Linked DNA regions of Gossypium hirsutum: region 1 is linked to region 2. Evidence: chromatin contacts called from public Hi-C data. All regions are on one chromosome and are shown on one strand. The core of a region is the stretch at or near the end of the contact, and the rest is flanking DNA. Distances in the headings are between cores, read along the strand shown.

The links. Hi-C and Micro-C count contacts between places; a contact is called where the count stands out from the background.
Region 1: a contact with region 2 is called in a Hi-C map of leaf, with 3 times the contacts expected there. The contact joins the promoter of LOC107913666 here to the promoter of LOC107913667 in region 2. A contact is called at or near these places in 9 of 34 Hi-C or Micro-C datasets (callus, fibers, hypocotyl and 2 more).

What each region holds. Positions count from the first base shown.
Region 1 is chrD11:35,772,878-35,778,139 of Gossypium_hirsutum_v2.1, reverse strand. It overlaps LOC107913666, which reads right to left and starts at 1,611. Exons shown (of 2, transcript XR_005920476.1): 1 at 986-1,611; 2 at 330-567.
Region 2 is chrD11:35,594,647-35,599,561 of Gossypium_hirsutum_v2.1, reverse strand. LOC107913667 (bifunctional UDP-glucose 4-epimerase and UDP-xylose 4-epimerase 1) reads left to right here and starts at 3,304. Exons shown (of 4, transcript XR_001688607.2): 1 at 3,304-3,558.

The DNA.
Region 1 (5,262 bases), core at 362-2,861, 180 kb before region 2:
GCATTTATTTAAAAAACGAGCCGGGCCCGGCCCGGGCTTATGAATTTTTTCTCGGGCCGGGCTTGGGTAAAATTCTAGGCCCATATTTTGGGCCGGGCCGGGCCCGGACCTAGGACCCAGGCCGAATTTTTTCCCGGGCCTAGCCCGAACCTGGCCCGGCCCGACCTATGAGCACCTCTATTCCATTCCTCTAGGGAGCACTCTACAATCAGATATAAGGAGCTGGCGAGGTGACAAGTCAGGAGAATACACGATAAAAAGCGATTACAAAATGTATGTCTTAGAAGATTTGAAAATGCTGAGAAACAAAATTACAGCAGACCAAGATCTAACTAGAAGTTATTTTACAAAAATTTAGAGTCTAAAAATTCCCAATAATGTTCGTATTACTCTATAGAGAATTAAAAATAATTTCTTTCCTATTTTAAGTAATTTAAAAGGCCGTAGACTGAGATATGATGCTTTATGCCCACTTGGTGGAGAAGAAGATGAGTCTGTAAGCCACATCTTTTGAGAATGCACCCTCGCAAAACAAGTCCCCCAGCAAATAACAGTGACATTGGCGCCCTTTCGTGCAAATTAAGAATGGAAACAATGGTTAGCGGAGACATTCAATCTTAATAATGCATATAGATGTTCATGCTTAGCAGTATCATTTTGAACAATATGGCATAACATGAATATATATTTCCATGAAGGCATCTGATAGAGAATATACAAGATTGTGGCATTTATTAAAGCATACTTAGTGGACCTTAAAAAGTTAGAGGAAGTATTGAAATGTCAACATAACACAATTATTACCCTCTGGGAACCCCCACTAGGAAGACAAGTTAAACTTAAATTTGACTATGCATTTTCTCAATAAAGTAACAGAACAATTGCGTCAATTATCATCAGAAACCATACAGGGCTTGTAATGGGTTCGTGTTCTTACCTGATCCACAACATTAGAGATCCGAAAACTGTTGAAGAATATACATACCTCTAATGAGTCATTTTTGCTGAAGAAATGAGATTCAGTGATGTTATCATCGAAGGGGACTCAAAGATTATCATTAAAAAATTGCAAAACCATGGACATGGAAATGATATATCAGTCATTGGGGGAATTATAAATGAAATAATAGCAAAATCAAGAATTTTATAGAATATTGAATTCTGGTTCATACTGTAAAAAGCCAATGGAACGGCGCATGCGATGGCCACATGGGGCTGAGGAAGTTATTTTTTGACTTTTTGGGTGGAAGAAACTCCGTTGGAGGTTCAACCCATCGTTATTAAAAACCAAAGGAGACTTGATTAGAGAAAGTGTGCCGAGGTTTGTTGGACTAAGTCTGGAGAAGAAGACAGGTAACAAAGCTCTGAGTAACTTAGAAGATGACAGATCGGGGAAACAAAGCCAAGACGAAGAACAGAGGATGTGATTTAACAGGTCCATCGATAAAAAGAATTTCAGCGGCGCAGCAAAAGAAATGAAATGAGAGAGTTACGTCTTTAGGGTTTCTTGATCTATTTTTATTTTGTATTTTTTAAGAATGCTAATGGTTTTCTTCTCCCAAGAAAGAGTTGGGATATGGGCTTAGCTTAGGAAATGAAAAATCGGGGGCTTTGCCCACAGTTTAATAATGTTTTGCTTTTCAATGAATAAGTTAGGTGGTTTTTTTTGTAATTTTTAGGATTATGTGTTTTAACTATTTTCGTAACAATCCAGTTTTAGTATTGTCAAAAACTGTGATTATGGGAACATAATTTTGATAAGTGAGTAAATATTTTAATTTTTATTTAATTTCTATAAGGTTAATTTAAGGTAGTCTTAAATTTCCATTAAGAAATTTTGAAGTTTAAATGGTTAATTAGGTAAAAAAGATTAAATTAATAAAGGTAAAAAAGTTGAGTTCTATTACTTAAGTGGATTAAATAGCTTTAGTCACATGAATTAATGGCCTTATTGGGTAATTATACCCTTGGTGGTGTTAATGGACGGTTTTGACTAAAAGAATTAAGGGTTTTAAAGGTTTTAACAATGGGTATTTTAGTAAATTAATAATTAAGCATAAAATTAATGAGCCAAATATCATCTTCCTCATTTCACCAAATTTTGACTGAAAACACCATGAGAGAGTAGAGAACAATTGATCAACCTTAGTTTCAAATGCATGGTATGTAAATTTGATCCGTTTTTAGTAATTTTTATGTTTTTGAACTCGTTTTAGCTTAAACTACTTAGCTAGGGGTTAATTTGCAGAACTGTTAAAGGTGGAGGGATGTGCCATGAATGAATTTGATGTTTTAGTAAAGTTAATTGATAGATAATTAAAGTTAGTTGTTATATGGACATGTTTTGTTAAGTGAATTTTAGTAAATTTAAGGTTTAAGGACTAATTTTTTTAAGTGGCAAATTCCATGTATATTATATGAAATAATGGAAAAATGTAGATTATTTAAGCTTAGGGAAAAATCGGTTATCTTGGGTTTAAGTTAAAATGGTTAAATTTCAAGTTACGAGCTTAAGGACTAAATTGTAAAAAAGTTAAAATAGTAAGGGTAATTTTGTAATTTCATGATAATATGAATTATAGATTGAATTGATTACTTGAGGCTATTTAAAGTAATTAATTTAATGAAATTATGTATTTAGATCAAGATAAACAACAACCAGACCAAAATTGAGGAATTGCAAAAGCTTTGGATTAGTCTCTAACTCTACCTTTGCGACTATAGTGATCGAGGTAAGTTTGTATAGAGATTAACATTTTCATGTGATGTTTTAAATGAGTTATTATAAGTAATTATGTGATTTTGAATCTTGATTTGTAGTTTATTCGATAATTGATATAGTGTATTAAATTATATTATTGGTATATTTCAGGTCGTATTTGAGAAACGTATATTTCATGAAACATGTGTGGAATGATACAATAAAATGATGATAAAGGATTAAAAATATGCAAAGGTTCCGTTTGAACCTTAAGAATTCTTAGAATACAAATGACATGTCATTAGGGATTTCATGTTTCGGGTGTTGGTCTTGAATGTCCTACCAATGGCTGAGGTCTTGTATTTGTTGTGGATTCTCCACAGCTCATGTGAGCAACATCGTGTAGCTAACATTTTAACCCACAGTTTGTGTGAGCTAGCCCATTTAATAGCTCATGTGAGCACTATTGAAAAGGAAAGGTTACGGTTATATGTGTGAGCATTCCCGAGTATCCGATGTAATTCTAGACGGTTCAATGGGTAAGCTAATGTTAATGGATAAACATGTACACCACATGATAGTTGATCATAGCCTTATAAAAAGGTGAAGTTGATGAATGCAAATGAATTGAAATGGAACTAATTAAGTAAGTGATGAATGATATGTACATGGAAATTCACTATGATATGGTTGAACTTATATGTATTATGTATGAACTTACTAACTTGTGAGTTTGGTGATGTATATAGGATTTCATAGTAATATATGGTCCTTTTGGTATGTTTATTATGAAAAGTGAATGGTTATAATTAATTCCATTAGGTAGCTAATTTGACCATGTGTTGTGCTTGTGATGTGACATTATAGCCTTGTTTTGATTGAAGTTGTTTTGGTATAAATGTGGTGCCTTTGAACGTCATATTGGTTAGGTGAAATAGGTTGATTGAATTGGTATGTTTAGATGTGTTTGAAAGGTGTTTAGGTCTATTGAATGTATGCACAAACGGAGTGGATGATTGGGCAAGTTTTGGTCTTAAAATGACTTGTTTATAGGGTAAAATTATGGAGCACACGGCCTGGGACACGGGCTGTCACACGGCCTTGTGACACACACGGCCTGACTACACGGTCGTGTGTCACTTATTATTTCAAGTGTGAGTATCACATGGCCTAAGACACGACCGTGTGACACAAGTCAAAGAGTTACAGGGTTTGGCACACAGTCTGCGACACAGCCGTGTGACATAACTTAGTGAGTTACACAATTTAAGACATGGGTTGGGACGCGACCGTGTGTCTCATTGCTCAAGCAACATACGGTCTGGGCTATGTCACACAGCTGTGTGACCCTTGTTTTCCAAATTTCCAATTTTTTCTTAAATTTTTTGATTTGTTTCAAATTAGTCCTGGATTGATTCTGAACTGTTTTTAGGGCCTTGAAGGCTTGATTTAAGGCCAAATGTACATGTTTGATAGGTTTGTAATGAGTTTTAAGTAATTAATATTAAATGACTTTGTTGTTCTAATTTGTATGGTAATGCTCCATAACCCTAATCCGACAATGAAGACGGGTTAAGGGTGTTACAATTTTCCCTCTTATCAATAAAGTGGCCGAATTTAAATGTAAAAAAAAATTACCGATGATTTTTCTCATATATTATTTGATTGAAAACATCAAACTATCAAAGTTTTTTTGTAGAGCTAGCTTTAAATTTAAATTGATATACAAACAAAATCTATATTATTCTAGGACTTTGTTCTACGTTATAACTCTGCCAAATAAAACAATTATTATTAAACCCCTTAAAAATATCACTATCACTAGATTAACTAATAATTGTTAATTATAATTGGGATAAATCTCAAAATTATACATGAGTTTTGATTTGATGTGCAATTGTATACATGAATTTTAGTTTGGTGTAATTGTACATGTGAAATGCTAATTGTGGTTCAAATGTATACTTGAAACTTTAATTTTGATTTAATCATACAAATTTAAAGAAATAAATACATCAATTTATTTTTATATTAGATAAATGTAATTATTTATGTATGCAATATATAAACATAAGATGATGTTATATCAATAATCATGTTAATAATTTACAAGAATTGGATCAAATTAAAATTTCATATATAAAATTACACAAAATTAAAATTCATAAATACAATTGCACATTAAATCATAATTTATATATAATTTTAAGATTTATCCCATTTTAATTCTATTTTATACTTAAACTCCTTAAATATATATTACCAAATAAAAAAATTATTGACATGAATTCAAAATATAAAACCAATCCCTATTCTATCACCATCACCATCATAACTAATAAATTTTAATTATATTTTTATTTTATACTTAGACTATTTAAAAATATAATACCAAATAAAACAAATAATTTAGTCACATAAATTTAAAGATAAAACCAATCTCTATTTATGTTTGCTTAGACTTTTTTTCATTATATAAATCTATTTTATAATTATAATTACAATTATTTTAAAATTTCGATCTAATAATATGATAGAAAATAAATAGTATTGTTATCGAT
Region 2 (4,915 bases), core at 2,055-4,554:
ACAGAAGAGCTAAATGGAAACCCATTAGGGCTAAACTGAAGCTCAAAAGAGCTGAACTGAAACCCAAAAGGGTTAATCTGAAACTCATATGAGTTGACTGAATTTCATGAGAGCTAAACAGAAAGCAAACACGAGAGTTCGCAACAAATGCTGAACCTCGATTTACTTGGGTAATTTTACCATAAATTCTTCTTTTGCACTGAATGACTGTACTCAATCCAGCATTTCGTTCACTTTGAACACTTGATTCAATTTCATAAATTTAATAATAATTTTATTTTCAACAAATGTTACGAATAAATACAAAATACCATTAATCAATCAACATATAACATTAAAATTTAACCATACGAACTTACCTGGGCTAAATTTTAAGTTTGTGGTAGTTAGGGACTATTCTGCTAATTTCTCTTTATCTCGTTGATCTACGGGCTCTTGATCTAAAATGTAAAATTATTCATTCATTAGCACATGTTTCAATTTTAATTCACTTCACAATTTATACCGCTCAATTTTTGAAATTGAACAATTACCTTAACTTTTATAGTTTTTGCAATTTAGTCCCTCACCAATTATCCCATCAAATAAGCTAATTTTTCTCAAGTAACACTCTATCTAAATATTCTAAAATATTACATAGCCTTTGATCAATAGAATTTAATACGAAACCCTAAGATTTAATCTTTTTTGCAATTTGGTCTTAAAATCAATTTCCCTTGAAATCACTTGATAAAATCATCATATGGCAAAATTAAAGCTTCAAATCCATGTTAATTCATCATAAACATCCAGCACTCATCAATAGTAACTTTCAAGATTACTCATAAAATCAAAATCTAATGAATTAGATAGTTGGACCTAGTTGCAAAAGTATTAAAAACACAAAAATTTCAAGAATTGAACTGACATGTAGCAAAATATGAAAACCAGCTTCTTAAGGGTTTTTCAATGTTATTTTTTGGCTGAGAATTATGAAGAAATGTCTAGATATTCAATTAAATTCTATTTTTAACTATTAAGTTTTATTTCATTTCCCATTTTACCCTTTGTTTACACTAATTTTATGATTTTTCTACACTCATGCTGTCCAGCCTCTTATTTTAGGCTGATTTACCCTTCAAGTCCTTCCTCTTTTAACATTTAGGCTATTTTATCACTTTAGCAAGTTTTGCACAATTTTTAATTAATTAAATATCAAAATGTTAAAATTTCCTAACGAAACTTTAATACTAACTTAATGACACTCTGTAAATATTTATAAAAATATTTACGGCTCAATTTATAAAATTAAGGTCTCTATACCTCATTTTCTAAACCATTGTACCAATTAAATCCTTCTAAAACACAAATCACCAATTCAAAAATCTTTCTAAAATCACACTTGACTCATAAATAATAAATAATAAAATTTTCAAACTCACTTGTCAGATTTAGTGGTTTCGAGCCATTATTTCTGACACCACGAAAAATTGGGTTGTTACTAGCATAGCGTATTGTCTTATGGCACGATCTCTATCATTAGCAATAGGATTGGGTTAAGCATATGATTGACTCCATTACCTTGTCCATCATTTTGATTTTCAAGGTCCATCTTGACTTGTCTTTGAGAAAATCTCTTGCGTCTTCTTAGTTTAAATGTTCGCTCAATTTCCAGGTCTACAGGTAATAGATCGATGATTCGATCTATGCTTATACACACCAAATAAATAAATCACAAATAAAGAATAAAGAATAGATTTGTAAAGTTAGAAATTAATTAAAAACTAAACTACGAAAATAATTTCACAAAGAATGATTAAGGCAACAGTCCCCAGCAACGGCATCGAAAACTTGTACCGAGGTTTGTGCAAGTGTACACAGTCAGTTCAAGTAATAAGTAAGTAAAATGAGTTATTGTCTCTATAGGGACTGTGTATGTTAATCGATTATTTGTAAAATTATAAATTCACAATTTGGTATAAAAACAAAATAATTTGAATGCTGATGTTTAGATTAAGTGAAATTAATTAGATGCAAAGATTGATCCCTATACAATTTAACTCTAAATGCAAATTATCTAAATGTATGAATGACTGACTTTAGCAACAAAAACAATAAACATAAAATAGGCTAGGATAATTATATTAATCAACTCAATTCATTTTCATCATTCTTAACAATGTTCAGAAAACATTCTACGGCAACTCGATCTTTCATGAGTTTGGAATCCAAATTAAGTCCTCTTGGATCTTTTACTTAGTGAAATATGCATTTTACTGATCATATTGAACTATATGTTTCTTACTATTTATGCGAGGTCACAGGGACATTTACGTTTGCAACAGTTTAATCAAATAAACCTAAAAACTATGCAATATTATAGAGCTAACTAAAGATATTATGAACCTCAACTTAGTCGGGTTTAATGATTTAAATTGAGCATTGCACTTTTCAATTATGTGCCTACTAGCCGTCGTTTGGTTAGGATCGCTTAGCTAATCTGAATGCACCCAATCACGTATGAATGAAATTTATCTTAATTTTAATTGAAAACGTGATTGACTAAGGCACAAACATGTTAAACATGACCCAGTTTACATGGTCTTGCCATCCACATGAATTGATTTGTGCATGTCCATGTTTCATTCATATTAATTACATCTTCAATGGTCCTCCTACATAGTGAAAAATCACATATTAATAAATTAACATGAAATAATATAAAATATGCACAAAAAACATGTAATTAAGCATAATTTCACATACTTTATAAATTCATGTCTAATATTAATAATTAAGTAAAATTCACTTATTTTAATAACAATTATTCAAGATTAACATATTTATTAAGTAAAAAGATGGTAAAAATATATAGAAAAACCCTATATAATTTTGAGTTTACAGCTACGCATTAACAAGATACAAATACATACATACTACATATGTGTAGAACAAAAGGGTGGAGATCTACCAGCATACGATTAGATTTGAACCAAAGAGAATGCGCAAAACAATAATAGATTATAATATATACAATTAGAATTATATAATTAAGGTAGATTATTAATTATATGTAATGCTATATACATTGATACGTAACCTTAAGCTTTGAAAATATAACTACCTTTATGGTAGAGTATAATATATACAATTAGCATTGGTTAAGTAAATAAGTTATTTTGGATTGTTATGGAACTTTTAATTTATTTCGATATTTTTTGGAAATACTCTGGACTTTCATAAATAATTAGGGTCTGTTCAACCATTTTTACACCTACTTGAAAGCAAAATAAAACAAACTAACTATCCGTAAAATGTCAAAATCAAATTAATTGAATCTACTAAGCCCAAATAAACCAAAAAAACAACTAAGTTCCAGCTAAGCCTCGTTTTTCGAAAGCCCCAATGCCCAGCTTCATTAGACATGTCTCTTTACCTTCCTCAAGCAACCAAGAATAATCAGAATCCCTAGACTCCTTACAATAAACTTTCCTATGCCAGAAAATTTCTCAAACCTTCAACACTTCTACTATCTTCTGCCACTATTGTTGCTGCCGATTCCGGTACTCCTCCATCTAGGTAAGTCAACTCTTTTCGATTCAAACCCTCCCTGACAACCGCATGTGAAACTCCATTTCCATTTCTAGATATTTTCTTGAAACAACATCTGTTGAACATTTTTTTAAGGGATTTTATGTCTACAATATAAGGGCTTATTATGGATCTGTCTTCTTCTTTGCGTTGGACCTTTCTTATAACAATGAGAGCATCACCTTCAATTATTACCTGTCTATACTTGAGCTCTAGCCCCGTTTGAACTGCCTGCAAATAAGCCAATGTCTCAAGTATTCTACTATTTACCCTATCCTAGTCACTAAGATATGCCTTAATAAACTATACAGTTTGTACTGTTGATTGATTAAGCCCCTCATGCAAGGCTTTATTTAATCATATCCATATGTCCCAAATACAAAAAAATAAGCTTTTTCTGATGGTACGAGCTTCTGGTAAGCATTTCCCCTATCCACTGCTTGAAATTTTCTCCCATTACCCCCCTGAATTCCGTGAAATCCTAGCTCACCCCAAACTTCTTTAACTATAGGGTAGTCTCAAAAGGCATGTTCCAGCGCCTCTGCTCCACTTTTACACCATTGGCACCAATCTAAATTGAACACTCATCTAAATTTTAGGTTACTAAAAGTCAAAATTTAATTGTTGGAAACCCTCCAGTTTGTAATTTTGATTTTTACTAGCAAGTCTATAAGCCATAGGTTTTTTAGGAAAGCTTTGTATGTAATTTCATTAGTTTCGTCATCAAGATTAAAGGTCTTTTTCAGCAGCCTTCTGTATCTACTCCTTACAGTATACTCTCCTGTTGCCTCTCCACTTCATACCCTACAATTCTCTCGTGAGTGTCTCGTAAAAGGAATTTGCATAATAGCTTCTGCCTCTTCCCTTGTGAATAAAGAGGTAACAAGTTCCACCTTCCACTGTCTCATATTAGGTTTAATAAGCTTAGCCTCCTTATCTACATTATGATCCCTTGTAACACCCCTAACCCATCTCTATTGCTGGATTAGGGGTACGGAGCATTACCGTATAAAATAGAACATTTAATATCGAAATAAAATAAACATGCAATTTATATATTAACATATGATAATCTAACTTAATTATAGCATAAATACTTTTATAGGCCTTAAATCGAGCCTATGTGGCCCTAAAAATAGTTTGGGAACAATAAGAGATCAATTCAAAACAAATCAAAAAATTTAGAAAAATATTGAAAAAATTGAATACAGGGGTCACACAGTCATGCGGCCATTTGAACTATGGGACATACGGCCGTGTCCCAGCCCGTGTGTCAAACTGTGTAACTCACTGACTTGGGTCACATGGCCGCGTCCCAACCTGTGTGCCAGTCCATGTAAAACTT